Linked DNA regions of Mus musculus: region 2 is linked to region 1. A link is a contact called in public HiChIP or PLAC-seq data. All regions are on one chromosome and are shown on one strand. Each heading gives the region's core, a stretch centred on a gene start, on an enhancer-like site or on the middle of the called end of the contact. The rest is flanking DNA. Distances are from core to core; before and after follow the strand shown.

Evidence for each region. HiChIP or PLAC-seq counts read pairs in DNA pulled down with a chosen protein or histone mark.
Region 2: an H3K4me3 HiChIP or PLAC-seq map of bone marrow-derived macrophages shows a contact between it and region 1, with 4 times the contacts expected there. The contact joins the promoter of Hspbap1 here to the enhancer-like site in region 1. A contact is called at or near these places in 4 of 39 promoter capture datasets (cranial neural crest, frontonasal cranial neural crest, hippocampal neurons and 1 more) and 4 of 115 datasets of contacts at active chromatin or transcription factors (astrocytes, bone marrow-derived macrophages, embryonic forebrain and 1 more).

What each region holds. Positions count from the first base shown.
Region 1 is chr16:35,053,768-35,058,229 of GRCm38.p6, forward strand. The region is part of intron 3 of Hacd2 (3-hydroxyacyl-CoA dehydratase 2); the gene reads left to right. Among named protein-coding and RNA genes, the nearest start is that of Hacd2, 34 kb to the left of the region's middle. Within about 2 kb of position 1,289, at least 67 of the 459 cell types and tissues checked have an H3K27ac peak or open chromatin away from gene starts, as enhancers often do. A contact at or near this core is called in bone marrow-derived macrophages, where this site is marked.
Region 2 is chr16:35,768,295-35,773,303 of GRCm38.p6, forward strand. Hspbap1 (Hspb associated protein 1) reads left to right here and starts at 2,092. Exons shown (of 8, transcript NM_175111.3): 1 at 2,092-2,245. The coding sequence starts at 2,182. It overlaps Slc49a4 (solute carrier family 49 member 4), which reads right to left and starts at 1,076. Exons shown (of 9, transcript NM_153550.4): 1 at 605-1,076. The coding sequence starts at 947.

The DNA of each region.
Region 1 (4,462 bases), core at 39-2,538:
GACAGTTAAATAATTAATGATAACAATAAAATAAGTTGTTTTAGCATTTACCTAAAGAGAGCCTGCCTGCCTGCCTGCCTTTCTTTCTTTCTTTCTTTCTTTCTTTCTTTCTTTCTTTCTTTCTTTCTTTCTTTCTCTCTCTCTCTCTCTCTCTCTCTCTCTCTCTCTCTCTCTTTCTTTCTTTCTTTCTTTCTTTCTTTCAACTCATAAAACTGCAGTTAGTTCATTTTTGGAATAGTGGTTTATTTTCTCTTGCCATTTTGGGAGTTTACTACAAGCACTTAGTCTTTTAGAAATTTACAGCCTTAAAATGTTGGGTTTTTTTTTCTTCTTCTTCTTCTTCTTCTTCTAAATTAATGAAAAAAAATCTGGCTCAATCAGGCTGGGAGTGCTTGTGAGCTCTGTGGCTTCTGGGAGTAATACAGATCTTCTACACCTTCATTTCTGTCTGAGTAAAAGGAGCTAATGACCTTGCCATTGTGAATGTCAACAGGGCAAGAGCAGAGCATGCAACAGTGTCTGTAGGTTGAAAATTACTCAGTAAAGTGATGACTGTTATTATTAATATGAGAATAGTACAGTGTTATATTTTTCTGAATCCCGTATAATAGTCAGTAGTCAGATCATTTAAATGTTAGGGTGATAGCTCAGTAGGGGAGACCAATTGCTGTGAAAGTATGAAGATCTAAGTTCAAATCCCCTGTACTCATGTAGAAAGCCAGGCATATTCGTACATGTCTATAACCTCAGCTTCGGGAAACAGAGTCAGGCGGATCCTGGAAGCTCTGTGGCCATCCAGACTACTGAAATGGGGAGCTTCAGGCTCAATGAGAAAAACCCTGTCTCAGACAGATAAGACAGATCAGTAGAGGAAGACAGGACATCTTACCTCCTCCTCCACCCCCACCCCCCCACCCCCGCCACATGCACACACACCCACATGCCAACAAAAAAAAAAATTTAAGGGCTAACAAGATGGCTCAGTGGATAAAAATACTTGCCAGGCAAGCCTGAAGTCTTTTGAGTTCAATCTCTGGAACCCAGGGCAGGAGGAGAAGCAATTCCTTAAGTTGTCCTCTGACTGCCACACATGTACCGTGATATGCACATCCCAGTACTCATACATCCATCCGCCACCCCACCCCACCCCACCCCACCCCTTGCCCCTGCCCCCTGCCCCCTCTCAGTTACTTTTCTGTTGCTGTGGTGAGACTCAGGCTTTCCAGGCTCCACCATGGAGAGCCATGTGGGTGGTAGGTTGCCAGAGCTAGCCTTCTAGCCCTTTCTGGTACTGCCTTCCCCTTTTATTCAAATGCAGTGGTGGGCCACATCCGCATTGCATAGCTCTGTCAGAATAGTACTAAGTGAACTGAGACCTTTGCCAACTCAGTTGCTTCCTTCAGACTACACCGGCTTAGCCTCCTTGTTCTAGTTCATTCTGTTGCTTCCTGATATATTTTCCTCCCATGACCCACAAAAGAAAAAAAGTGGTGTTGGCACCTACATGTTCTGCTCCTGTTGCACAAGATTTCCATTCTTGTTCTCTGAATAAACTGCTTCACACCTCTAGCTTTGCACTCTAGCACCTACTTTGCCAGGAACACCCAGCTCTGCTACTTGTTCCCTGCTTTGCACAAACATGCCTCAACGTAGAAAGAGGGGAGAAGTAGAGTGTGCTCTTTAGGACCCCAAGGCAGCTGCTCAGGGCTGTGCAGGCTGCCTGCACCTCATGAGCATTCAGTATCCAAGGTCTATGTAAAACCTGGGTGTCTGTGCCCACTTGCAGTTTAGAAGGCTACTTTGTGAAAAGAGCCCAGAAGCTTCCTTCTGCTGCCCTTGAAGGAGAAGCCCGAGTTTGTGATTGCAAACATCTTTGAAGGTATTAAAAATTTCTCCTCCTCCTCACCCATGTCATAAGTAAGGTTAGTTAGTGGTCTGAGTGGCGAGGATGTGCTGGAGGTGTCAGTGTGCCCGTGTGAGTGTCAGCAAGTGCACTGCGAGCATAGTAGTGTCACTGCCATTCTTGGTGCATTTTGAAAGTCATTTAAGAAAGCAGAAATGGGGTAAAATCAACACTATTTTTATGGTTTTTTTTCTCTGTATGTGTGGTTAGTCTTGAGACAGTCTGGAATCACCTGGGAAGTGGGCATCTGGGCATGCTTATAGGAGATTATCTTAAGTTCATTGAAGTAGGAAGACCCACTCCCTGTGGGTTGTACCATTCCCTGGCTGGGCTCCTGGACTGTGTAAAAAGGGAAGAGTGAGCCAGCCATGTACAACATTCATTGATTTCTTCATCGTAACCACAGACAGTGTAAGCAGTTGCTCCTTTTGTTTAGCTTTCCTACTGTGGTGGACTGTACCTTGAACTGAGACAAAATAAACACTTCCTTAAATTGCTTTTGTTAGTACACAATTGTTGTTGCAGAAAAGTAACTGAGGCAGTGTGTGCATGTCTTTGGGTAGGGTGCATGCATGCATAGAGAGGACAGAGGCTGACATCAGACATCTTCCTCCCTCCACCTTTTTGAGGCAGGGCCTCTCACTGAATCTGGAGCTCACCAGCTCAGCCACACTGGCTGTTTAACAAGCCCTAGGAATCTGCCTGTCTCCTCCCATCTCAGCGTTGAGACTGTAGGCATCCATCTCCACACACAGCTTTCATGTGGCTGCTGGGGATCTAATTCACGCCCTAATGCCTGTATGACAGGCGCCAAGGACTGATTCAGTTTTCTAGAATATTTTCCCACAGTTGTCACTAGAGGGCACCGTTGTTTTAAAAGAGGATAGTCTTTGGGAAGTCTTTTCTAATAAAAATGTATAGTATGAACCGCTAGCTGAAGCTGATTGAACAGTCAGCAGAGAAAGGGGGTATGGGTAGGTGCTTTTATATTGCTATCTCTTGAGTCAGTCATCAATGATGGAAATAATGAAACAACTAGAACTTTGTGTATTATCTGGGAGGGCCTTGTCCAATATTTCTTAATTATATCTTTAAGCTGAACACAGCTTGGTTTGTCCATGAAAGCAAGTGTTCTACTTTAGAAATTCCCGATGAGACAGTTTGTGGCAGTCTGAAGTCAAGAAAACATTCTATTTATATTCTTAGTTTCAAAAGCCAGATCAGACCAGTGAAAGTGGAAACACTGTCCAGAGACCAAAATGAGACATGTAACATCTGTTGAGTCATCTTTCAGAAAAAGAATTATTGGGGTCAGCAAAATGGTTTAGTGAGTAGAAGCACTTGCCACCAAGCCTGACCTGTGTCCAGTTCCTGAAACTCACGGCCTTCCGCAGTTGTCCCTGACTTCCATGTATGTGCTGTGTCATGCATGCACCTGTCATCCCAAAAGAAATTCTGTTTTTTTCAACTTTTTAAATTACTTGCTGTTTAATTCTGTGACAGTTGACTAGGTAAATCCTGAAATAAAAGGAACACACACTTGATGTGTGAGCAACCTCTCTGCATCTTTGTTCTTGTTAACTAAGGCAGTCTTGCTGTGTTCCAACTGACCTGACCGGGATTATGATGTTTATCATATTCTTGACTTTTTGGTAGTGAGCCTTGCCTTTAACAACCGAGCCATCTTTCCAGCCTAGTTCATTATATTTTTTACTCAATTTGAGAAACCTTTTATCAACTCAGTTTTTACGGATAATTTTGAAGGAATATATACTTCTTTGTTTACAGATATAAAGTTCAGTATATATTCTCTTTTTAAAACAGCTATTCTATATCATTGCTTATATATTTTGTTCATTTGGCCAATTAAAGTGCCCTAAAATTATCAATGTCATCTCATTTCCCTGGGATCTCCTGTGGCTTTTGTTTTAGCAAAAACGGTTGCTGTGGGAGGTAGAAGGATTGCCATCAGCTTTTGTTTTGGTTTGTTTTTCACTTTTTGAGACAGGGTTTCTCTGTAGCACTGGCTGTCTTGGACTATAACTCACAGAGGTTCACCTGCTGGAAGCAAAGGCATGCATGTGCCACCACCCAACTTTCTTTTGATCTTGGGGTTTTTATTGCAGTAATAGACACCAAAGTAGGACATACATAGATAAACATTTATATAATAAAATACATCTAAATTCTGTCTCTTCTCTCTCTCTCTCTGTGTCTCTGTCTCTGTCTCTCTTTCTGGCTCTGTCTCTCTCTTACACACACAAGGCTTGAATCCCCCAAGGCTTTATACATTGCTAAGCAAGTACACTGCATTAAACTATATTCTCAGCCTCCTTTTGACTTTGATTTTTAGTGAGGTCTTGTAAACAGTTCTTCCTGGCCTTGTATGTGTGATCCTCCTGGCTCTGCAGCCTGCGTAGCTTGGGTTGAAGGCATGTACCACTGCAGATGGCACAGTTGACTGCTGTTCCCCTTTCATTGTACTTTGTCTGGTATTAGGATATGACCTACACCTTATTTTGTTTCCATTTGCCCAGTCGCCTTTGTTCATTCTTTTAT
Region 2 (5,009 bases), core at 842-3,341, 720 kb after region 1:
ATTGGCAAAGTGAGAAGCCTGGAGTCCCTAACTGAAAGAGAGCCTTCCTGCATCTGCGATCTTTATCTGAGAGTAATAAATCGCAACTGAGAAGTCACCCAGGCGGAAGCTCTCGGTTTACCTGGGGTTCTACCTTCCAGAAACCCAAGCGTCAGACCCGAGTTTCCCAACAGTCATCCAGGGCTGGAGTCACCACGCCAGCTCATTACCCTCTTACATCTGGTCATCACCAGTCTCTTCTGATCTTTCGCTCTCAGCACCCCAAATCTCTTTGAAATTTAAGCATGAGTCACTTTTGTCAGGTGTCAAAGACATTCATAGCAAGTGCACTGGATGGCTCTGATGTCCACAGTATACAAAGCCTTCTACATCTGATGATTGTGGCATAAAGGGCGTAACACAAAACATCAATACTTGGAAAGCATCCTCCGTATTTGTCGCTTTGGGGACAGAGGGTTCCCGAGTAAGGAATGGGATGCCAGCTACACTGGGTCACCTCACACAACCCCTAGACCAAGCCCAGGGAGACACAGGCAGGCCCGGATCCTGGCAGGCGCCAACTCCCAGAGAAGGGACACGCCCGCAGGCGTCCCGGACCCCTTACCTCTCTTGTCCAGCAGCCACATGAACGCGAAGCAGGGCAGGAAGCCTATGGGCCCCCAGAGGACCAGGAGCGCGATGTCCCATCCGGAGAAGCCATAGGCCTGGCGCGCCGAGTTCTGGATGGGGCCCCAGGTGTTCCAGACCAGGCCCTGGGCGAACGCGAGGAGCGAGAAGAGCAGCAGCACCAGCCAGCGGCGCCCGTACACCCTCCCGGGGTTCGGGCCCGCCGCAGGCAGCACGGCCGTCGCCTCCCGGCCCCTGCGCGCAGCCCCCGGCGCAGGCCCGAGCCCCGGCCCCAGCAGCGGCTGCCGCTCCTCCTCCTCGCTGCTCCAACCCGAGCCCATGGCGACGCCGCCCGCCGGCCCTGCCCGACGCGTCCCGGTGGCCGCAGACCAGCCGGGAGCTGACTGGGCGGGTGGAGCGGGAGCCGGAGCCGGAGCTGCTCTAGTCCTCGGCCTCCCGGGCGCGTCTGCTGCGCCTGCGCCGCCCGAGCCCGAGGGGAGGAGGCGAGGCGGGGTCCACCCTGCTCGCTGGGAACCCAGGAATGCCCCGGGGAGAAGCCCGGGACCCTACGAGTGGAAAGGGTAGAAGATCGCGGCCGGCTGGGAGACTGGAGCGAAGTAGGCTGAGTCAGTCACTCGCGGGTTGCTTGGAGGAAGTGCCCAAGTTTACATCACGTGCCTAATAAACAACTCGCTGACCTCGGGTCACTTATCCCAATGCTTGGGTCTATATTAGGCTTACTTTTGTTTTTATTGGGTTTCTAACTGCAGAAATTATAGACGGCAGGATACTGAAGTTTAGGAAGGTCTCAGGGTATTGTTTCATGAAGACCATTTGGTTTTGTATGTGTCTTACGCATCCAGTGAGATTATAAACTAGCCAATTTTCCTTCATACATATAAAGAGTTTTTTCTACCCATTTTGTTTGTCATGCAAACGGGTAAATAATATGGATTGTGTTAAAGTTGGAAGACAGTGACCTAGATCTCTCTCTTGGTATGTTAGCCAGACTAAATAAACGGCAAAAGCTGGAGATTGTGCATCTCTTGACCACATAGACATAGACATTCATTTGTTCAAATGCACAAATCCAGAACTCTGACAGCTGCCTGTGTCCTTGAAAACTAGTCATTTGCTGACATATCTGGCTCAGCAAATGAGTCACAGGGAACGCCTTCAAGGGGTTCGTATTCCCAGGCAGTCACGAAAACCAGCTGGAATGGCACTGATGCCAAGGGAACCAACAAGGTGGAAGAGTAGGCACGCCAGCCCCGGGGTCTCCTAAATCGCGAGTCCGACTGAGAGAAAGCCAAGGCGAAGATGGAGGATCCGACTAGAGAAGGAAGAGAAACAGCAGACGCTAAGGGTGGAAGAAAGGAGCCACAGCCCAGCCCACGTGCTCGCCGCCTTTCAGCTTCCAAAGAGCAAAACAAACCGGCGTGGCCACGCCCAGCGCCGTCACGTGACCGCGGCGGCGCCGGTTCCGGCAGAGGCGGAGGATCCTTCCTGTGTGGAAGCCGCAGATCCCGGTGAGCCCTCTCACCTGGCGCTCTCTCCATCCTCGGCGCGATAACCATGGCAGCAGGCTGCGAGGGCATCGCGCCCCCGACCCTGGGCGAGAGAACTGTGGGGGAGGAAGGTAGGTGCGAGCCAGGGACGCCGAAGTGCCTCCGAGCGGTGCGGATGGGCGCGGCTCCATCCCAAGTCTCGCCCGCGGCGTGTTAGGCCTGGGAGAAAGTGACTTTTTAGAGCATGTGGCTTCTTAACGTCGTGCGGATCAGTTTTCTGATCTATCGGGACAAGTACCACTGTGGAGTAAGAAGTTCCTCTGAGGACTCCAGGATCGCTGGCCTCTGAGGGAATTTTGTGGCAATTCTCTTGTCTCTGTTGGGATTCCAGGTGTATGCGACCATAACTTTTTATGGAGGTCTCTGGGGAGTTCGCCAGACTTGTGCACCAGGGGTTTTTACTTGACAGTCCATCTCTCCTGTCCCAAATCATTCTCTCATTTTTTAAAAAACCAATTTATCTTCCTGATAATGTGTCCTGTATCCTATTTTATGCCTCTCTTATCCACCATTCAACAGCAAAAGTGACACGTAAGATTCTTTAATAATTTGTATTGGACTTAGAACCTCCACTAAAATCCAAGCTCCAAAAACCGTGACCTACACAAAAATTTAATTTGGGGTCTGTTGTGTTTTATAAAAATAAGGAGAATATGTTTGGTGGATGTGTAGTCAGGTGTTGGGGAAGGGGGTGCCTCCGCTCCGCGGGCCCATGCTGAGGCATCCCTTCCCCTTGAGGGACCAGCCACACAAAGGTATAGTAGAGAATAGAGTTTCTTCAGGGTATGGGAGCGGAGTTGAGCGAGTAAAGGCAGAGAGAGAAGAGGAGTAGAGGCCGGCCATGAGCACGTGGAGGGGGGAGGGGAATGGAGAAAGGTTAAGGAGCAAGGGCAAGAGAGCAAGAGAAAGAGGAGGGGCAATCAGCCCCTTTTACCATGAGTCAGACACCTGGCTGTTGCCAGGTAACTGTGGGGCGGAGCCTGGAGAAAATGCCCACTGGGTCTGTTGAGGTCTCTAAGCATCTCTTCTGTTTGTACATTCTTAAACATTTTTAATTAGCCATAAAATGTGGGTTTCGTACGTTCTTGACTGGTCGATTCCCTTTCCATCATACTTGTACCCATCTTGCAGGTTCCAAATATCTCTAACCCTTGCATATTCTACTAGATGTTAAGCGCTTTGTGGAAATAACCTGTGGTGGTTTGAATAAAAACGGCCCCATAGGCTCATCTACTTAAATGTTTGGTCCCCAGTTGGTGGAAATCTGGGAAGGATTAGAAAATGGCCTTGCTGGAGGTGTGTCACTAGGGGTAGTAGGCTTTGAGGTTTCAAAAGCCCGTGCCATTCTCAGCGCTCTCCACTGCCTGCTTGTGGACCAAAATGTAAGTTTTCAGCTATTGCTACAACTTCATGCTTGCCTGACTATTGCTATGCTCCCTGCCATGATGGATCATGGATGCTAACTGTCTTAGAGTTATCATTTCTATGAAGAGACACCACGACCAAGGTAACTGTAATAAAAGGAAACATTTATTTGGGGCTGGCTTACAGTTTCAAAGGTTTAGACCATTATCATCATGGTAGGAAGTATGGCAGCCTTTAGGCAGGCATGGTGCTGGAGGAGCTGAAAGTTCTACAGCTTGATCCCGAAGAGAGTCAGGAGGAGACTCTCTTCCACACTGGGCAGAACTTTGAACCCTAGAAGATTTCAAAGCCCGCCTACACAGTGACATACTTCCTTCAACAAGGCCGTATCAGGTAAACTCTTGCTTCATAAGTTGCCTTGGTAATGGCATCCTTACAAAACTAAGACCGAAGTTGGTACTAGGGGAAGGGTATTTCTGTGACAGACCTGACCACACTAGTTTTGGGGGAATGTAGAAGACTTTGGGACTTTGTGTGTGTAATCGTGGCATTAGGAAAGTAATAAGACATTTCATTTACCACTGTGTGTCCAGTAGCACATAACAGTATCAGGCATGTAATAAGTATGCTGAGTGAATGAATAAGGGGTCCCAGCCAGGTAAGGTATTGCATACCTGTACCCCATAACATAAGAGAGTGGATGAGGAACTCAAGGTCGTTTTTGGCCACATAGCAAGTTTGAGGCCAGCCTAGACATAAACCTTCTCTCAAAGAAAATGAAGAAGGGGCCAGTGAGATAGTGGGTAAAGTGCTTACCCTGCATGGCTGGCAACCTGAGTTTGAACACCCACCCATGCCAGAACACACGCACAGTGGGTTGGCCTAAGGCTGCCTCTATTCTCATACTAAGTGCTGGCTAAATGGAGTCAGCACATAGACCCAGATGCCTGCAGCCAATAGCTGGGGAGAAGAGAGGTAGGCGGGACTTAGGTTTCCTAGGCTAGAGACCGCGAGGAGGAGCAGGAAGGGAGGAAGATACCATGGGTTAGCTGAGCCATAAAGCAGCCATGTGGGCTGGCCAATTGGAGCTAGTAGCAGCCCAGATGAAACATAGTAGTAATGTGGTTATGGGTAGAAAGTGGATTCTAACAGCGTGGAAGGTAGGCAGTTGCTCAGACAGTGTGGTGGGTGAAGCATATTAAAAATATAAAGGCGGGCTGGAGAGATGGCTCAGCGGTTAAGAGCACTGATTGTTCTTCCAAAGGTCCTGAGTTCAATTCCCAGCAACCACATGGTTACTCACAACCATCTGTAATGGGATCTGATGTCCTCTTCTAATGTGTCTGAAGACAGCTATGGTGTACTCAAAAATAAAATAAATCTTTAAAAAAATATATAAAGGCTGTGTGTGTGTTTTATTTGGGAACATAAATGGTCAAAGGCGGGAAGGAACCCCTGTGCTGGGATTTT